Linked DNA regions of Rattus norvegicus: region 2 is linked to region 1. A link is a contact called in public Hi-C data. All regions are on one chromosome and are shown on one strand. The core of a region is the stretch at or near the end of the contact, and the rest is flanking DNA. Distances in the headings are between cores, read along the strand shown.

The links. Hi-C and Micro-C count contacts between places; a contact is called where the count stands out from the background.
Region 2: a contact with region 1 is called in a Hi-C map of mammary epithelial cells, with 6 times the contacts expected there. The contact joins two enhancer-like sites. A contact is called at or near these places in 9 of 12 Hi-C or Micro-C datasets (the A7r5 cell line, the Rat2 cell line, Schwann cells and 6 more).

The regions. Positions count from the first base shown.
Region 1 is chr13:68,697,485-68,704,623 of GRCr8, forward strand. No RefSeq gene overlaps it. Among named protein-coding and RNA genes, the nearest start is that of Glul, 120 kb to the left of the region's middle. Within about 2 kb of position 5,152, at least 40 of the 93 cell types and tissues checked have an H3K27ac peak or open chromatin away from gene starts, as enhancers often do.
Region 2 is chr13:68,867,421-68,873,582 of GRCr8, forward strand. No RefSeq gene overlaps it. Among named protein-coding and RNA genes, the nearest start is that of Zfp648, 17 kb to the right of the region's middle. Within about 2 kb of position 3,966, at least 6 of the 93 cell types and tissues checked have an H3K27ac peak or open chromatin away from gene starts, as enhancers often do.

The DNA of each region.
Region 1 (7,139 bases), core at 3,902-6,401:
GCTTTGCCTGTGAAGATAGGGACATACAGGTGAACAGATTAGACACTTATCCAGCTAACATTCTTTTGTGTGTACACGTGTGCACCCATACACCCACATGCGATGTGTGTGTACAGTACATGTGTATGTGTGTAAATATGCACACCTCTGCCAACCAGCGGTCAATTTCAGGTGTCATTCTTCAAGAGCCGTCTGTCTTGTTTCCCACGGGCACCTGGAGTTCACCAGTTAGGCCAGGCTGGGTACTGGCAACCCTCGGAGAGTTAGCTGCTAGCACTGGGACTGTAAGTGTGAGCCACCATGCACAGCTTTTTTCACAGGAGTGCTAGGGGTGTGTGTGTGTGTGTGTGTGTGTGTGTGAAGCTCAGCCCTTGTGCTCGGACAGCAGACACTTTCCAGCTCTGTTTGTTTGTTTGTTTGTTTGTTTTCTTTTTTTCAGAGCTGGGGACCGAACCCAGGGCCTTGTGCTTGCTAGGCAAGCACTCTACCACTGAGCTAAATCCCCAACCCCCACTCTCCAGCTCTGGAATATTCTTTTTCTATGAGACTCCACATTCTCCTCTCTGGTCTTGCCGTTGAAACTGCACCTTCTGGCCGTGTGTTCTGGCCGGGCTCTGCGCTGAAGCCCCCTCCAAAGGTGTGCTGTTCCACGGACTATTCACTAGGTTGCCATTTCACCGAAGGCATCTTGGACTTTACTCCAAGCGATGTGCATCCAGAAGACCCCTCCCTCCCGTCCCACAGACAGCAGAAGCTCTCAGTATTATGGACATCCTATGGAATGACAGGAGGTCACCGAGTGTCACAGGCTTGGCTAAGAGTAGCTGCTCCTTCCTACCTTGTCTATATTTGCTGAACCTCCATGACCATAAAACCAGAACAGGCAGTTTAACCTGTTTTGTCCTTGTTATTTTGACTTGAACCATCTGGGAGTCTTGCCTAGATAAACCCTGAGATCCTTCTCAACACTGATATTGGATCATTTGCTGTCATTGGTGTCCTGTCTGTGCCAGAGCTGACTTGTGTTCAGAGTCACATTGACAATGACAGTTGCTGTTCTGTGGATCCTAATGCCCTCCAACACCAAGGTGTTTCTCTACTCAATTATTTCTAGGACTCATCAAGAAACCCATACAAGTGTTCCATGTGGCCTCTGCCATGGGCTTCGTCTTTGGCTGCATCCCTAAGAAGTCACTTAAGGATCCTTCACAGCACCGCAGACAGTGACATTCCTGATGGTGCTGATGCCTGCCACCAATGTCACTGTCCCCAGTTATAGACCAATGAGATGTTAGTCTCCCCCAAATGCCTCAACACTTGTGTAGAAAAATGGAACTTCTTCCTAGTGTCATCTGCCCTTTGGCACCCGGCCTCCAATTGGCCGTGCAGTTGATATCCTCTAGCTTCTGGAATGGGCAGGGAGGGCTGTTCTACCCTTGGCTTGTAGCTCTCCTTTTCTGCTAGTCTGCCTCCTCCGACCTCCTGGGTATGGGAGGGCTCTGCCGGTGTCTGGTAAATGGAGCTCTGTTCTGCCCAAAGATCTATGCAGCCAACGAAATCCCTCCTCAGATCTCCCTTGCTCCACCTTTGGGTCACATTCACCCAGAGAAGTCTCAATTCCTGGAATGAGCCCTACAAAGGCTGAAGCGGGAGGACTTTGATATGCTATTTAAGTAGGGGTGGTGGGGGGGGGGAGAATCAGGAATTTTTTTGAAGCTATTCATCTTGAAGACTATTCATGGAAGCAGAGGAATTAAACACTGTATCCTTGACTATATACCATCCAAGAGTGAGGGCTGGGCTATTGTTTTCTTCATAATGACAGTATATCTCTGGGGGCTTGTGGAGTGGGCACAGGCGTCTGCTCAGCACAATCGCACAGTGCCTATCAGGTATCAGAAGGAAGCGAGAACAAAGACGTATTGTCAGGACGCCTGACGCCTGAGGGCCGACCCGAACTCAACAGAACTCAGAAAGCTATTTTGGAAAACAGTTCCTATACAACAGCCTGTGGCTATTCAACCTGATTCTCAGTCAGCCTGAACTGGAAGAGGAAAACTACTGATCACTCAGGCGAGGGGCCTTTGGGTGGTTTTGTGGTTTGTTCCACCGAGAAGACAAGAACAAACGGAAAAGTAAGAGTAGCGGCTGAGCCACAATTCAAGGACCCCGTAGTTTTGCTTTTTTTGTTGTTGTTGTTTTTTTTTGTTTGTTTTTGTTTTTTTTTTTTCTTTCTCCAATTGCAGATGCCATCAAAGTGAAAGGCTGATTCTAGTTAAGCACAGAAGTTGGTATGAAAGAGTTCCTGCCTGGTTACCTGTTTACTTGATTAACTGGAGGCTCAATAAAGGTTGGAATTCTCAAGAGGGTGAGCCTAGGATCTTCATTAGACGTGATTGGCCATGGAACCTATGAGTTGGTTATCAGTAACTCCTGCTCCTTCTGATAACTGCCTAGAAAGCTCTGGAGTAGATCGGACTTATTAGTAGAGATCACAGAGGGTATAATGACTGAGCGAAAGTTTGAATCAGGATCCTGTGGTGGGATTTTTCCTGTTGCTAGTAAATCAGTTCATTCCTTTAAGCACGAAGGGGAAAGACACGTGGGAGGAGCCCTACAAAGAAGAGCGAAGACGGAGCTCTGTGTGGAAAGATAGACCTGCTCCTCTTGGGTGGGTCGCCTCCTGTGGACGGCAGTGCCCTCTGGGAGTCCGTTCACTTACCTATCCATTCACTCCACGCACATTTCTGGTGCCCTGTGATATGCCACGGAATCAGATAAAGAAGCGCACTGCTTCTGTGAGCTTTCGGCCTTGTGGAGGAAGCAGACTGGCAGGACACGGATGCTTATGTAATGGTACTTGTAAGTTCGAGGGAGGAGAAGCACAAGGTGCTATGAAAACAAATAGCGAGAGTGGTCAGGGGTTAGAAAAATTTCCACGGAGGAAAGCTGAGCCCCCTGAGGGATTAGCCAGATGCTGGGGCTGGGAGCTGAGGGACACCTAAGCAGGGAGCAGTGGCACAAGTGAAGGGAGGGGCAGCCAAGGAAATCTCAGGGAAGTAAGCTCCGAGCGAGTGCGCAAAGGTAAATGCAGAGGAAACAAAACAGAATCAAACCAGCAGCAGGGTGAAAATCCTGATGCCGAAAGCGACCTGCTGAGGCCAAGAGTGTGTGCCGGCCCTTTCTACATCCCATAATGTCTTTGGCTCCAGCCACACTGAAAAGTCAGAGGCTTTTAGTGGAAGCAGGAACCAGAGTCCTCTGCCCACATTCTTAGACTATCAGCCTGCTGTAGAAAAATGCCCTAACCCTCCCCCACCCCCTCTTTGTGTCTGTGTGTGTGTGTGTGTGTGTGTGTGTGTGTGTGTGTGTGTGACTCACGTCTTTCCACCTGAGCTTTCCAAGCCCTGAGAGTACAGGTGTATTCCACCAGGTTCATTCAGTGAGTTCTTCATAATATTAACGCAATCGTCCAATGAGAGAGTCGTAGAGATACAACTAGAATGGTTAAGTACCGGTGATGGATCAGGCAATGCCAAGACACGTTACCTTTCCTATCTTATTTAATATTCCAGTGCACCTGCAAGTGCATTATCTTCTAGAGAACTGAGCCCCTGGGAAGGAGAGGAATCTGCCCCTGAAAAGGAAGGTGGAGACAAGTCTAGCTGCCTTCCATACCATGGGGATTCCTTATTCCCCACATTGTTGGCAGAATGCACATTTCATCAGATCCAGACTCTTACTTTCTGGAGAAGACAGTGACTCACAGAAATTCAGGGCCCCTTATGCACGAGGAGCTGGCACGGAAGGTAGGACTGGTTCAACGTTGCTATTCTACAAATATCTCTACTTGTTGCTGTTTAAAAATAAATAAAATCAGTAACACACAATTTGTAAATCATGCGAGTGCCCAAAGGATACATGAATTTATACACATTCCACAATATTTTCCTTGAGTTCCACCCCCCCTCCTTTTTTTAATGAAACATTCAGAGTTGAAATACCTAGTGAAAAGCTGGCTGTGGTGGTGGTGCATGCCTTTAATCCCAGCACTGGGGAGGCAGAGGTAGGTGGACCTCTGAGTTCTAGGCTAGCCTGGTCTAAAGGGCTAGGTCCAAAACCGCCAGGGCTACACAGAGAAACTCTGTTTTGAAAAGCAAACAAATGAACAAAGTTTTAAAAAAAAAAGAAGAAAGAAAAAGGAAAGAAATACGTAGCGAGAATTTTCTATTATAACACAATAAAATAAACTCTTTAAATGACACATTTTCTTTTTCTTTTTTTCTTTTCTCTGGAGCTGGGGACCGAACCCAGGACCTTGCGCTTGCTAGGCAAGCGCTCTACCACTGAGCTAAATCCCCAACCCCCAATGACACATTTTCTAAAGAAGCAATCACACTCTAATGTGTTTTTAAATTTGGAGTTTTGGTTTTTTGAGAGCTTTCAAGGGAATGCACACTTGTATAGAGCATTTTTTCTTTTATTAGATTTTTAAATTTACATTTTAAATGTTACCCCTTTCCCAGTTTCCCCTCCAGAAATCCGCTATCCCATCCCAGTGTAGAGCATTTTTTTATGCCTTTTATATATCCTGCTGTATTCTTAGAATCAAACATAAAATGCAGTTACTTAATTCTCTAGTAAAATGTCATCTTCAGAATAATATCCATATTTTGAACTGGTGGAAAAATACTGTGTAACAGGAAGATCAAAATAGTGCCTGTTGCTCCACCAAAGGGTGACTTTGACATTTGCTGTTACACATTGCTTCAAATTAGGTTTGACTGTTAAGTATGTGACTTCCATCTTCTGGCCTCAGATTTGGCATCTGGGAGAATGGGAAACTGTACCCCACGTCCCCTGGGGTCACTTTGAAGTTCAGAGAGACAGGAGACCTTAGAGGTGTATTCCCAAGGAACCCACCCCTTCCTTAACAGACTCCAGCTGTCATCTCACCTTCTTGGCTCCCTTAACTTTAGTCTGCAATCCTTCCCTACCGGATCTTGAAATACTAAAGGGAACAGTGAAGATTTTCAATTCCTGGACTGGAGCGCCCCCTAGGCACACAGAGCTAAACTGTGACGTGCTTCGACTGACTCAGGATTCTGGGAAGTTGATGTCTAGGGTCACCACCAGATCCTTGAACTTCCCGGTTTGTATTGTGAGGCAAGCACCCTGGGACTTTCCTGACTGGGCAGGGAGGGTGCAGGGAAGGAGACAGAGAGGGAGGAAGTGGCAAACGCTGTCCAAGCAGGCTCTGAAAAGGCTATGCAGGGTTGCTCCTTCAACACATGTGAGGCTAGAGTGGGGGCGGGGTGGAAGATATACTAGAGACTCAGGAAATGCTATCCAGCAGGAAAATATTCAGCAGCCGTGGTGAGTGCACGGGGACTGAAGAATCATCACTTAAAAAAAATAAATCACCTTTAGAGCAGGACTCACCATTAGTGTGGTACTCACCTTTCAACCCAGGGTTCAAGAGGCTAGAGACTGGAGAATCTCTGAGTTCGAGGCCACCCTGGTCTATAAAGCAAGGGCCAGGACAGCCATAACGACACAAAGAAACCCTGTCTTGAAACAAAACAAAACAACAAAACCTGTTAGAACAGAATAACCCATTACATGTCAATTGTTTCTGTTACTACTCTCTTGTTACAATGAATCTTATATGTTCATTTTAAACAATGATTCTTCCTGCTTATGACATTTTTGCTGCATTTTTATTTTCTCTCCTCTTTTTTTTTTTAATACTAATCACCTATATTCAGAGTTAACATAACCAAAGCTTTGGGTCATAATGGCGTGTTCCATTTTGTCTCTGTATGTGTACATTGTGGTGATCTAGTGTGTGTGCAGTATGTGTGTGCCTCTGTGGTATATGTATGTGATACATACAGCATGTATGCATTATACATTTCTCTCTATGAGTATTATATTATATTATATTATATGAGTATTATTGAGTGCTATATGTTTGCGTGTGGTATCTTAACTGTATATTTGTGTGGAGGGTGTGTTACTGTATGTGTAGCGTGTATATTTGTGGTATATATTTCTGTTTCTGCAAGGGTTAATATGGTTTGTATATGTGTGTTCAAGTATGTGTGTGGGAGGGGTGGGTGTGAATTTGTGGGTGAACAACTGTGTGTGTGTGTGCCAACTATGTTCATGTTTACTGACTCTAGCTTCTCAGGTCCAAATTCAGGCCTCAGTAACCATTCTGGAAAGTGAGATTTCTTAGGAGCTCCTGAGACTGTGGCTAGCATCTAAGAGTTGGGCAAAGCACTTTGCATGGTAGGTGTTTGAGAACCTGCACGGTCACTGTGTATGCTGGGGGCAGTGACATTCCTCCACTTCTGCAGAGGCCAGCGTCTGCTGCTATCAGCAGTCAGCACCCTCAGGAGCCTTTATCACAGGCCACAGAGCGTTTGACTTCACACACTATGTGTTTTTTCTCTAAGACATATTTTCATTCCCTCCTAAGACAAAAGATCTCTTGGGTGAATCGGTCAGTCCTTTTTCCTTGTTAGGACAGTTGATATCAACTCTGTCAGCCTTTTGGTCGGAGCAGGAAGGGATGGCACGTATCCAGATCTGCAAGGTGGCCTTTCCCCTAGTTTCTAGCCACAGTTCCGACTTGTGTACACACAGCTCCACAGTGAACATGCCCTGCTGTGTGGCTCAGTCAGCCTCCTACCTCCTGACCTGGGTCTTACACAGAAGGCGAGACAGTCATGACGCCAAAGCATTCAAGGTTTAGTTCTCTGTTTAACCCCTTAAGTGGATTCCTCCAATAACCACCAAGAGGTATGGCTATATGCTAGGTTAGATGCAGGGAAGGGGAGGGGACTGATGGCTGAGAGCTTGGCTCAGGATAAGATAGAACCCGTGCTCATCCAGAATCACTCCTTACTCTGTGACTAGGATATCAGGATCTTTGGGGTCTGTTTCCTCATTTGACCCTGACTTATTGAGTGTTGGGCAGTGAACCTGGTACAGGGTTCATAGTGTGTGGACCACAACCTTTAATTCAGTGTATGTGTTGGCTTCCTAGATCTAGCCTCAGTCTGAGGGAGAACAGGTTGGGAGCGGTGTTCTTCCCAGACACCTCTGTAGTCCAGGTTCTAGAAATAAATAAT
Region 2 (6,162 bases), core at 2,716-5,215, 170 kb after region 1:
GAGTTCTTTAGTATGCTTGTGACAGACATATGTAATGGGGGCAGGGGAGTGGGGAGGAGCAGTGAGGGCTGATGTATGTGTGTCGGCATACTGCGGATGAGCATCAGTATGTTTGCAACACCCATATCATCCAGCACTCATTTAAGCAGACACCCCGAAGTAGATCAAGTGTGTATTAGTTTTTTTGTTGTTGTTGCTGTTGCCGCCATAATGAAATAAACAAGGCTATCTATGACCAATGGTTTTGACGGTCTGAGGTCCTAGTGCTGTTCAGCTCTGGCGAGAGCTGCCTAGGCTGTGTGGAGTCCCATGAGGATGGAAATGCAAGAATGTATTCCAGAGCAAGAACGTACATCTTGGTAAAGGAAGCAAGGGAAAGCTGGAAGGGTCAGATTGCTCCTTCCCTAATAGACCTTTCTTGGGGATGCTTCAGGGAAATACTATACTCCCTTCTGGAGGCACATCTCTAATGACCTAAGTTGTTCCCACTAGGCCTCATCTCTCAGAGGTTCTAGCTCTCAGTTCTGCCATTTCAGGGACCAGGACCCTAACACACAAGAAGTCTCATCCCAACTGCAGCAAGGAGGAAATTGTGAGCCCCTGTGGGTGGCTGAGGAGATAAGTCAGCTGGGACCAGGACAAATGTAGGACCCATTTGCCACCAAGCGCAACATGAACTTTGAGAAAGCAGCATCTGCAGAGCCAGTGGCTTCCCTAAGGGAATTCATCTCACCAATTGCCTAGGAAGGTGGTGGTACAGTGAGGGAAAGGTGGTGTGTGTGTGTGTGTGTGTGTGTGCGCACACGCGCGTGCACCCACATTCCTATGTACATGTGTCTATAGCATAGCCATTGAGCATGAGTTGAATACAAGAGGCCAGCTCAAGGTAATGCTTGTCCTTGAGATTTTTTTCAAGTCATTTATTAACATTCCATTTCTTCAGTCCATCAGAGCATCTGACATATGCTGTCCCTGTGTGAAAAAATCTTGTAGGTTACAAGGACTAAGGGAACAACACTCGGACTCTAGAGGAGAAACTGGGTGGAGGGAAGGAAGAGAGCTCATCCCCAGGGTTTCTGTGACACTATGGACAGAGAAGGGGCTGAGCAGCCCATCACCCAAGGACAGCAAAGGCTCCTAGAAGCAGAAGCAGAGGAGGCGCACACTTTAGCTTGTGCTCACTGGCTGTCTGAAGCGGGCCGATCTCTGTGATAAACAGCTCAAAGCCAAGGCAGACCCACAGTTAGTACTGGAGAGGCATAAGCTATGGAAGAAGTGGACATCCAAATACACCTGCAGATGTCAACAGAGTGACTCACCCTACCTGCAACCAGGGGTACTCTAAGCAAAGAGTCTGTCATTCTCTTTACAGTCAGCAGCTAAGAGCTTGTGTTTGCAGAGTCTCTTCCACCTCAGCACACTGTGCAAGCACCCAGACAGCACTCTGAGGCAGCAGGCACTCTGTGCTCCCCACCCCCTGAGGATGCTGTTTGGAGTGTGAGCTTAGCTTTCTTTTCCTTTTTTGAAAATTTCTTTCAGCCAGAAGATGCTCACAGAATGCCCACCAAGGTGGCAAGCGCCACAAACCTCACTGGCGCTAGGGGATGTAAGATTCCAAGGCAGGCAGGACAGAACAATGGCATCAAAGGTGCGGCCTCAAAAGTTCAGCAGAGGTAGGAGAGGAGTGAGCCTGGGATGTGAGTGTGGGATGAGGCCAGAGGAAAGATCTGGAGCCTGTGGTGCAACACTTCCCTGGGAATTCACCTGGCACCACTCTGCCCTTCCTGTTCCTCTTCATGAAAAGCTTTTGGGAGATTCTGACATCAGAAATGGCAAATCAGGGCCCCCTCCACCCCTTGGCTTCCTGCTGCCACTCCCAGAGCTACTGCTATGGCTTCCTACTACTGTCCCAGGGACAGGCCCAACTTTGTTAGATTTCAGCTACTGTCATAACTATGCTTTGGGCTGGGACCTTCACCTGGGGTGACAAGCTGTTTGTTTTCACTGCAGTTGTCCTGGTTACCTGAGTGACTCATGGGAGGCAGTTTAAAGCCTAGAGGATGCTGACTGACTGATGGCCAGCATGGGCTCTGAGCAATGGCTGTCCCAACAGCCCAGATCACTCTTCCTCCGTGCTGGGAGGAAGGAGCCTTCTCCCACGTGGTTATGACTTCTCTGTCCTTCTGAGTTTAGCAACGTGGCCACAGAGAGGCACTGAAGGAGAAAGAAAAGCAGAGGAGGGAGAGACACATTTTTATGGTCAGGGCTTCATCAGACGGTTGAGAAAGAGCACATTTTCCTTGGAAAAAGCAAAGCACGCTCTGCCCTTGAATAGCCATTCTCCCCAGATGTCGGGGGCGAGACCAGACAACGAAAGGGCACAATGCTGGACAAGTCACAAGCTTGCAACAACATACCCCATCCACATAGCCCACACCTACTCTGAGGCTATGGCTGAGGTTGCTGTCTGGGGAATTCCTGGTTGGACTTTCCTTGTCTTTTGCAAACTGAGGAACATGTGTGGGCGGGCGTACAGTACTCGGGGTGCAGAAGAGGAAGGGAACAAGGTCCACTCTCCCATTGCCTCTGTTTTTGTCCAGTGTTACTCACTGTCTTCTCCAGATACCTTGGCTGTCACTGAACAAAGACCCCAAACTTTTGAAGGAAAAGGAACAGTTCGTTAAAGCCCACAGTCTGTCAATAACCCAAGAGAAGAGGGAAGGAAGTCCACTAAAGTGTAGCATCCTGGGATCTGGTACCAGGGGTGTTAGCACTCACTGTTTCCCTGGCTGATGTCAGGGTACCACTTTGCTGGGCGGCCATCAGGCATCATCTCTATAGCAACTTTATTTCAGGAGCACTGAGTTGGAGTTCTATGTCTGTCTTTGGTATGAAATGGACCTGGGACAGAAACCTAGATCCTACTACCCTTGTATGCTTTATCCAGAGGGTTCCACAACACTCCAGAAAGTGGTCTTGAGGGTCAACCTGGGGCATCAACAAGATTATGGATACTGACTGGCCCACCCCACCCATAGACCACTTTTATCCCATTATAGAATTCCAAGACCAATATTACTTCAGAAAGGATCGATCACACACTGGCAACCCTTCACTTCTTTGTGCAATCTGCTTCTCAAGGCTCAGATTGGTTCCCTCCACCATGACAAAGCTTCCCTGCTGACTCACCACCATCTTCTCTGTCCTTCACAGTAGTTAGCATTTATCTCCTTACTTACTGTGTCCCCTCCAGTCCCCTGTCATGTTCTCACAAACCACCAGAGGCAGAGGCAGGGGTTTAACACAGTATCTCTGTCTCTCAGAGTTGCTTCTAGTGCAGCCGAGAAGGGGTTTGTATGTAGAGAAGCTGTTTCTACACAGATTCAAGGAAAAGGCTCAGGAGATGGAGGACAGACTACCCCACTGACCTGGGAGTGAAGCCAACGTTCTGAAGAATGTAAGATTCGGATGGTGGGTGGTAAGGGTCTCAGTGAAGGAAAATACTTTCCGGCAGGGCAAACAAAAGTGTGGAGGCAGGAAATGGATGCTTGTGTAGAGAACCACCAAGAATGGGCTCCTCACAGAGGGCTCAATCTGGCCAGTTCTTCTAAGTCGATGTCATGGCACCTGTGCCTCTTTCCTCTGGGCTTTACTGCCAAAGGCCACGTGTGATCTGACTGGATGAGGACCAAGTGTTCTAAAGACCAGCGGCAGTCACCCTAGAACACGGTTTTCCATGCCGGGTAGCCTGCTCACCTTATACCCGAGTCAACCCTGGGATGTTTACCATGGGCCTTGGTTTCACAGGGGACTCTTGAAAGAATTGCCTGCCAGACAAGTGGCAGCTAAACAGGGAGTATCACCCCACAGCCTGGGTTTCTTCTTCATGCTTGATGGACACAGTCCACACGAATGGACACACTCAACTCTGGTTGCAAGGCAAGGTCTTTGGGTACCGATCTCACAGAGAAGTTTGGGTGCCTCCCTCGGGATCATCTGGGGACTGCCAGCAGGTCCCAAGACACGAGCTCACCCTAAGGTTTGTCTTCCCTCTTTTTCCTCCAGTTCAAGACCCCTAAGCTTGGAATAAGAGAGAATTGGAGGCGTAGATGGCTATGGGTACCTACTATGTGCGGGGCAGTGGGCATTCCAGATTTATCTGTGTCTCCAGTCATACTATCAGCCTGACCCTCAAATCACAGTCATTCCCAAGACACAAAATTCGTTGCCTTCCCTTCTGGCCTGGTGCAGGGAGTCCTTCGTCCATGGGTGAACGCTGCCACCTGCTGGTTACTCATAGATGGTCCCCTGTTCTCCCTATGCCTGTCAGAGAGGCTTGAAGCAGGGTGGGCAGGAACAGGGAAGCAGCTGGAAACAGTCTTGCCTTCCTGCCCCCACCCCTTGCTGCTATTTATTTATTTATTTATTTATTTATTTATTTATTTATTTATTTTTATTTATTGTGTTTTGAGAGCTACGTTGCCTCACAGTCCTGCGTTTCTCTTGGTGCCTTTCATTCAAGCATGTCTTCCCCGCAGCCACCAATCAGCAGGCAGCTCTTGTTGACCCATCACTTGTCTCTGTTTGGTTCAAGTCAGCATGTATTTACGGACCACCCGATAGGAGCGAAGCACAGAGAAATGGCGAGAATGTAGACTTGCACAGACGGGTTCAAAACTCAGAGAACTTAAGGAGTAAGAGCAAGTTCTACCTGGTGTCCTCTGAGCAGGAAGGACAAACTGGAATAAGATACACAAATAATGTGAAAGAAAAGTTCAGGCAAGAAAGACAAGCAAAATTGGATATGACCTTTTAAAAATAATAACAAAAAAAGATTTATTCAATGTATATGAGTATACTATTACTGTCTTCAGACACACCAGAAGAGGGCATTGGATCCCATTACAGATGGTTGTGAGCCACCATGTGGGTGCTGGGAATTGAATTCAGGACATCTGGAAGAGCAGTCGGTGCTCTTTAACCACTGAACCATCTCACCAGCTGATGGGTGTGACCCTTTTAATATGGAAAATAATTGCTTTGTTTTTTATCTTCTTGTTGCTCTCAAAAGATGGACTATAAACATTTCCTTTCAATTTCTGAGCAAGTTTAAGGATCAGGTAGGAGCAAAAGGAGCTTCTCAATTGTTGAACCTGAGTCTCCACGCCTACCAGGAACGGACAAGAAGGAAGCATGCATCCGTGGGAACTGCTTCATGGTTGGAGGAAGCTGGAGGCAGAAGATGTGACTTCCGGAGAGTCCTCCACACCAGCACAAGAAGAGGAACACTTCCCACAATGGGCCCTGCATACCTCAAGAGAAGTGTCAGACTCCAGAGGGAAATGGATTCCCTCACAATGAATGTCTAGCCTTGCATGGTTTTTAAGTTCCAAGGCTGGCAGAAGCTGGAGCCAACAGTCCCACAACTTACAAATCAAGAGAGCCCAGATGTGACCTGGCTCAGGGTCTTAGGAAGGACTCAAGAACCTTAGCATATCCCCAGAGTCAGAGAAATGCATGCTCAAATCAAGATATTGCAAGAGCTCAGTGTTCTTGCCAACCCAGGGTTTGCACCAGATTTGTGCAGGTCATGATGTGAGGAAGGTCAGAGCAGGACCTCTGTTCTGAGGAAAGTTACAAGAGTAACACAGACCTGAGTGAGTCACCCGCCTAGCCTCGGCTTAGTCTCTGGTGACAGGATGAAGAAGAAGATGTACAATCTCGAAGTCTATACGGACACATTTATGTGTATTGGAAGAGCTGAGGGAGGGACTCCTGAGTCGGTTGAAGCATCCAGAAAAGTCTTCACCACTGACTTTGAAAACAGAAGCAGAGAAGTAGGGAAGGTCACAGTGTTTAGGTGATGCAGAGTGTTTGCAAGGTGCCAGTGTGCCTGATCAGATGGCGGCTTAAAGGGAGAAAAGGCATAGCCGAGGCAGGAGGTTGACAGGATGGGGTCAGAGTTCCACTCTCTGTCGGAGACTGAACACAGTGAAAAGAAGATTATCAACCACACCTAGACTTCTAGAGTTTCATCTTTACTAGATGCTCTCTGGAAAGGATCAGGTGCTGTGTTCTTACCACTGAATAGCCAGGAAACATACCATGGGGTTTGTTCCTATCGATAGTATACACATGTGCCACGAGAAAGGTACACAGGGA